Regions from separate parts of the Gasterosteus aculeatus genome. Here region 1 is linked to region 2. A link is a contact called in public Hi-C data. All regions are on one chromosome and are shown on one strand. The core of a region is the stretch at or near the end of the contact, and the rest is flanking DNA. Distances in the headings are between cores, read along the strand shown. Region 1 holds the start of col28a1a (collagen, type XXVIII, alpha 1a). Region 2 has its middle 6.2 kb from the start of LOC144383600.

Region 1 (3,994 bases), core at 269-2,768, 38 kb before region 2:
ATGGTTAAAAAAAACACAAAATACCCAAACCTAAAAAAAAGTATGATGTGTCCCCTTGAAGTCCTTTAACTCACGCCTGTGTAAACAGCCACAGCTCGTTGCTTTGACATAATGTAAGATGTGTAATAATCTAGAATGTACTAAGTCTTTGGACAAGGTGATACATTATACATTTCATTTCTATTCAACACACTTACTTTTGGCCTCATTGATGATGACCTGGTAATCATCTCTTTGTCCTTTCCCTTTTCTTTTTTGGCATGTAGTTGGACTTGATAGGGCCAATGTGAGGATCAGAACCTTTTCGAGCCACCGCATAGTCATTGTTTAGTACAGCCGATAGCCTGGAGAAATATAGAGAAGGATATAGCAGCACTGGTGGTAAATGAGGCTGCAGGAAGACTTGTTGCAGATTTGAGCGGTTACATTATCACTGGTTGGCGGGAATTTCACATGGGCAAAAGTGGGAGACAGGATCACTCTCAGGCGATTCCCCTCGTCTTCCAGATGCTGTTAGAGATCATCACTATTACCTTTACCTCGATACATCTGCCACTAGTACTGCTGCACGTATCACCATATGCTAATACTAATACTAGTGTTTGTATTTTGAATGCTTCTGAGACATCAACTGCCAGAACTACATTTTGGTGGTTCTGGCGATTATACTAATAATGCTGCTCTAGCATCTAGGTTGGGAAATGGGGCGATACATACTGTGGTTTAAGGTCAATATATGGAAAAGGACTGACTTGTGTCATCTAATTATTTTATTCTAAAGGATTTTGGCACCTATGTGGCTACTTTAGCCATTTGAAGTATCTAAAAGGGTTTCATGCAATACGCATATGCAGAACGTGATTTTATTAATGTCACCCACCCCTATCAAAACCACTGATGCAATTACTACAAATAATAGCATTATGTTAATCGCTTCTACTTCCACAAACTACAATTACTGCTATCAGCCTTATTGTGCTATTATTGGTTTGATTCATAATTCTATTGTATTATGAATACTGCTGGAGTGTTGCTACAGAAATACTTTGATTACAGCCAATTACCATGCCTACATATTGCTGGTTATTCAGATAATACTTCTACCTGTGAAGTGGTGGTATTATATTTGGAATCAAAACTGTTTTTAGAAATGTGAGTAAACTGCAATTGCTGCTGTTACTGTAGTGCCACAAAACTAAACTTTCCACCATTTCAACCACTTCTATATACAACATGTGTCTGGTACCATAAGTACCACAAAGTAAAATAAAACATCCTAAAAGAGTATGATGTACATATTTCATAAGAGTTCCCCAAGCTTAAAGGAGCCATACCTGTGTGTTGGGAGAATAAGAGCCCCGGCTTAATCCATTAGTGAGAGCAGCACGCGTGCCTCGTTCTGATGGCCACAGTACACCGGGGAAAGTCTCCCACATTACAAACAGACTTCTTATTGGCCCCCTTCAAAGTAAAGCTCCACATGAATACGTTGCATCTTTCGTCTTTTTTAAAAGTGGTTGGGAACTAGAACTTTACATATGAAAATACTTCCATAATTTCAACATGCAATTATGAGTATATAAGATGCAGTTCGTAGTTCTTCAAATAGCCAGCTGCTTTTATTTTGAAGGCTACTTGTTCTGACAAACTGTCGTAGCTTGAAGCGTTTTTTCACTAATCACGGACTCAGTTGAAATAGGTGGCAATGCAACAACAGCGGAACCTTTTACACATCGAAAAGCACAAAGAGAAAGAAAAAGGAATCATTTAGATGTAAAACTCCTGCAGTCACAGAAAAATGATCAGGTAATCGTTAAGGAGTATCTCTACTGTTATTCTATTGCTGTACCACGTAAATTATTCCAACTATTATTGTGTAATCATGAATGTGAGAGATGTGTATTGTTGTAGCTGTCCCCCCACACAACTATGGGAATCTCTCCATCCATCCAAGTCAGAGTTGTAAACATGTGATAAATGTTGTGAAAGGAAACATGTGTAACATTCGCTCCCTTCTGGCTCTGCTTTGGTCTCCACCAACTGCTCAGGAGAAAAAAGTATCCTTCTCTTTGTTGTAGGTTTGTCAGAGCTTGTCTTTTTGGAAAACATCTGCCTGTTGGACACCAGGTTAATGAGTAATGGCTCATCACTTTTTACATGTAACTATTAATTTCATTGTTTTAAAATGATTGACAAAAGAAGCTTAAAGTACTGAACTTTGAAGTCTATTTCCACCACTTTCAAAATTATATTTGTTTTTTAAGTGCAACTTAAAAAGTAGCAGGTAGCATGTACAAGTTATTGCATCTACCAGCCATCTTTCACTGCAAGGAATATCTGGATAGCATCCAAGACAAAGTCAACACAATAACAGGGTGTAATGTAGGGTGAAGAAGACAGAACATGTACTCTGAGGTTGGACTGAAAATATGGCTCTATCAGGGTGGTGGAGAGAAAAAGGGATGTTCTCAAACTAATCTTTATGGAGCCAAATGTGAAACCCGAGAAGGTTTAGTGACTGCAAGAGACCTGGAGGATGTCGGTATGAGAAATCTTAATTAGCTGCTCCAATAACTCATATAGACAGGCCGGGACGACGCATCACGCCCGATTCCTCACATAAATCACGGATATGTCTTTGACCTGCCACTGCTCTTTGCTGCAAGAAGTTACCAATCATTGAGCTTGTTGCCTGCAACCCCAGAGAAAACATTCCTCCATAGATCCTCTACGTTTATAACATATCAGTTTGCTACTGCTAGGAATAAACAGTCTTCTGAAGTGAACTGGTGCACAATTACACACCTGTTAATATAACAAGTGGTCAAAGGTTGGTAGGCTAACATGAGGTGACATTCAGAATATCTGGGAAAAATTCTCTTTTGATTAAGATAAAGAACTGCATAGTGAAATTAAGCTAATAAGATAGGATGATAGTCTGTAATTTTGTCAAAATTCCCAGCTGCTTTCTGATGCTAGACAGTGAGCTAAACATGCTAAACATCCGTCTTAACACAGACTCTGGCAAAACTTCAATATTAATGCTATTAGACCTCAGTGCTGCATTTGATACTGTCGACCACTCAATACTTTTGGACAGGTTGGAAAACTGGGTGGGGCTCTCAGGCACAGTCTTAAGCTGGTTCAGGTCATATCTACAAGACAGGAACTATTTTGTTTCCATTGGTGACTTCGTATCAGAAACAACTGACGTAACGTGTGGAGTCCCCCAAGGTTCGATCTTAGTGCCGACTTTATTCAACATCTACATGCTCCCACTAGGACAAATCATGCAAAGAAATAAAATTGACCACCATTGCTACGCTGATGACACCCAAATCTATGTATCGCTATCACCAAACGACTATCGCCCCATAGATCTTCCGTGCCAGTGCATTGAGCAAATCAAAGACTGGATGTGTCAAAATTTCCTACAACTAAATGAAGACAAAACTGAGATCATTGTATTTGGTGCTAAAAAGAAAGGTTTAAAACCCAACACCTTCACTCTCTGTCCCTGAAAACATCAAATTAAGCCAGAAATCTGGGGGTTATTATGGATTCAGATTTACACTTGGAGAGTCACATCAAATCAGTAACAAAATCGGCCTACTACCACCTCAAAAATGTCGCACGACTTAGAGGGCTCATGTCAGCTCAAGACTTAGAAACACTTGTACATGCCTTTATAACTAGTAGCCTAGACTATTGTAATGGTCTCCTTGCAGGTCTTCCAAAAAAAACTGTCAGGCAGCTCCAGCTTGTTCAGAACGCTGCTGCTAGAGTTCTAACAAAGACCAAAAAATGTGAGCACATTACACCAATTCTTAAATCCTTACATTGGCTTACAGTATGTCAGAGAATTAATTTCAAAAGCCTACTGCTCACATATAAATCACTACATGGTTTAGGGCCAAAGTATATCACTGATATGCTTCCACCACATAAGCCTTCAAGATCACTAAGATCTTCTGACACCAATCTGTTAGTGATT
Region 2 (3,671 bases), core at 1,028-3,527:
TATAGAGAAAAAAAAGATAACATGTCATTAAAAATCCCAAATTCCATTACATAATTATAAATGACACAAGACATGAGGAGCATTGTCCTCTTTGATGACATCCTCACTGACATCATGTCAAAAAGATGTGAATCAAATAGACGACTCATGTTTTCTATCTCTAGTTTATTATTTATGATTATGCCAAAGGTATAGTCATAAATTATTGGCCAATTAATAATAATAATAACAATACATTTTATTTATAAAGCGCTTTTCAAAATACTCAAAGACGCTTAATACAATGATGCAACAGAATTGAGATGCTTACAAAGAAGATGCTCAGAGCAAGATACTGGTTAAATGCTGAGTAACCAGTGTCAAACTGATTCATTTACTTCATCGATAGAATATAAAAGGTAAGTCAGTTGTTTTTTAATGAATTGATTTAGGAATCTATTTCTTAGCCTAATTGTTCATGCCTTTCATGCATTAAATAAGAATTCAGGAAACCATATTCCTGTCTTTCTTTAAAATAATCTGGTTTATTTAGGAAGGAATGCTATCACAGATTATTTATTCAGTCAAAGTCAAAACAAATTCAAAGAAAATAAAAATGATTAATCAATAAACAACTGAATAAATAAAAAGTTGAGAAATCCACTCCTACTTCTACGGAGGGATAGATTGATTTGCAGATATTCATATGTGACAACCTGTATTGATTGGTATGGAAATTGAACTGGTAGTCCTCGGAACCAGTGACATATTGCAAACTTAATATATGTCCCACAAATACGTGATAATGTTGACACATTGTAAGTTTATTTTGCTTATACTTTGGACATGTACTTGTTTGGAATATATATTTTTTTCTAATAATTTTGTCTTTTTTATTTGAATCCCACATCCCATTTTGTTTTCCTTCTTTCTTCACCAACAAATAGTCTGGCAAGGTTATTTTGCAGTGTTTTTATTATGCCATGTTTTAATGTCTGCCATTTTCTATATTATGTAGAATCACCACAGAAAAGAAAAGATTTGTTTCCATATTTTTACAATGTGCCGTGTTGGTCTTCAAGTCTTACATTTACTCAAAATAAGACGGCGGGGGAAACCGACAGAAGATATTGATTATATTCAACCGCGTCATCAGGTGTCTATTCACTGAGCCTGACAGAATTCCCACAATTATATGACTTTTAAACTCAACCAGAATGAGTGAATCCAGAATAGGTCTTATACTACTTATTACTTTGCCCAAAATATCTCCAGGAATAAAAGCACTGAAATAATTATTCACCATGGAATGTAAACAGATAATCGAGATAATAATCAGAGGGCAGGTGGTGGGCATCTTAGAATACCTGAGCTTGTGTGTTCGATCCTTCTGTGCTGTCGTGAGTCTTAAAGTCCAAATGAAAATGTAAAACGTACGGAGAGAATTGTTGAGTGCTTTGCTTTGTGGGCTCTCCGTTTAAAGGGCCGAGGGCCCAGTAGCAGGAGACACGTGTCTCACAGTGCTTTAGAAAAACAGATAAATGGGGGTGTAGGATAGAAAAACACTACCTTGAATCATTTATTTACCAAAAATAATTAAATTAGAAAATGTGTGTGTGAAAAATTGTGCGAAAAAAGACTTTCAGAAAAGCTACTAATTGGACCATGGGGAGATTTATTTTATAGCTCTAGAAAAATCATACATTTAAAGTTTAAAATATTGCTAGGATCAAAATCTAATTTATTACAGACTACATTTTCATTACTACATTAGAGAACCACCGTAGTGGTATAATGTTCAACATTTTTAAAGGAATAATACATTTTATCTGACACGTAAGAGTTCAATCATCCAGTAGGTGGCAGTAAAGCACCACAGTCCAGCTGGAGCACAAGCAGATGCCTCCTGCTAACTAAAACATCCTCACATAAGAAGAAAACCATTGTTGGCCCCGTTTCAACTGCTAATCGGCTTTGTCACAAACTCGATTTTCCTGCACTAATCTCCACCTCCCAGAAAATCCAAACAGGGCACACAGAACAAAGGTAAGACTCTTTAAAATCAAATTAGGTAGCAGCAAGACTCTTGTAATCCTCTGTTTCCTCCCCTTCTTAGCCATGCTGCTGTTTTCTCTATTCAGACGAAGCTTCCTGGTACATCTAATCCCTATTTATCATAAACAAACAAAAAAAAGGTGATGGACGACATCAAATCAGCAACCAACTGCTGGAACACCTGACCTGCGGGTGGATGACGACATCCCAGAGTTCACCACATTATCACACCGGTTGCTTTGCCCTTCACTCTGCATTCCCGTTGCGAAACAATCAAGCCTTTTAAATGAGCGGCTAGTTAGTGAGAGTGGTCCTTAATCAGAGCCCCCCTCATTCAGCCAATCAGACCTGCTGACATGGAGGCAGAGCTCGGAGGTTAAACGCAACCCCCCGGCGCTCCCCTGACTGGATCCGCATAGCTGTTTTTTTTTGTGACCTGCTGTTTTTTTTTCACAAGCTAATGAAAAGCCAGATTCAAAGCCGAGATGTCCACACAGGCAAGTCATAAGTCAGAGATCATATTTCTTGACAGGTAAATTTTCCCTCCTTTTTAATCCCATTTAACACCTCAACCCTTGGTTGACATATCTGTTGTCCTATAAAAACAGTTTTTTCAATAATTCCAAACAATGGCCTGGGTACATGTATTCAGGACCTCTCTGACTACACTTTTATAGTGAGAACACTTTCAAAACCACACCCACGTTCGCTACTTCATTGGTTCTTACCATTCATGACGTATCCTTCCCAGATTTGTCAGATTACCTGACCGTATCATCTCTAGTGTACGTTAATGGTCATGAGTCTACGAAGGTGGCCAAGTAGAAGCAGATCATCTCAAAAATTATGCTGAAACCGCCCTGTGGATGGAGATTGTTTAACGGAGCAGTGTGGATGTAGCCTGATTAATGTACAAACATAATCAATGTTTTTTGTTCATTGGGTGTTGATTTTCTTCTTCCACACAAACATGTCTATTTTGGGGATTGTTCTTTATTGATTCATTGGTAGAAGCATTTGAGCAACGAGGCCTTGTTGGTAATCACAGCATTAAAACAGTCTTGGGAAGTGGGACTTGATTGGACAAAACAGCAAACCAATCGGATCAAGTCAAAGGGGAAAAACACTTTTTATTTGGGTTCTTTCAATAGAGATAATCTGACAATCTGCCCGATCAGTAACAAAACAAAGTACTTTCATTCGACGTGCATTGGAAGGGGTAGTGGCCAATTAAATTGCAGGCCGTTCAACTGCAGAGATTTCCCTCAATACTACAAGTTTTAAAAAGTAAATTTTCTTTACAAAGCTCTCAACTACCCCCAAGTCGCCCCATCCTCTGATCGAAGAAACTGCGCTACCGACTATTTTTGTTTGACTCAACTTGATCTCCAAATTCATGCTGTAAGTGTATAAGTAGTTGAGTAGTAAAGTCAATTAATAATGATAAATTCAAATAAAAGCAGCAGAGACAAAACGGCTTCTAGCTGCAGTCAGTTACATCGGAGAAAACGAGACGGTAGCTCAAGATGGAGAGCTTTTTGCATTGGAAGTAAAATAAACAGAGGCGCGACATACAACAGAGAACTGTGCAGAGGAATTCCTCCATGTGTCAAACAGAAAGGGGGTGAGGGGCAAAC

Evidence for each region. Hi-C and Micro-C count contacts between places; a contact is called where the count stands out from the background.
Region 1: a Hi-C map of whole body shows a contact between it and region 2, with 2.1 times the contacts expected there. The contact joins the promoter of col28a1a here to the enhancer-like site in region 2. A contact is called at or near these places in 3 of 6 Hi-C or Micro-C datasets (skeletal muscle, tail fin and whole body).

The regions. Positions count from the first base shown.
Region 1 is chr10:2,057,624-2,061,617 of fGasAcu3.hap1.1, reverse strand. It overlaps col28a1a (collagen, type XXVIII, alpha 1a), which reads right to left and starts at 1,518. Exons shown (of 35, transcript XM_040189405.2): 1 at 1,335-1,518; 2 at 198-344. The coding sequence starts at 324.
Region 2 is chr10:2,020,442-2,024,112 of fGasAcu3.hap1.1, reverse strand. No RefSeq gene overlaps it. Among protein-coding and RNA genes, the nearest start is that of LOC144383600, 6.2 kb to the right of the region's middle. Within about 2 kb of position 2,277, at least 1 of the 9 cell types and tissues checked has open chromatin away from gene starts, as enhancers often do.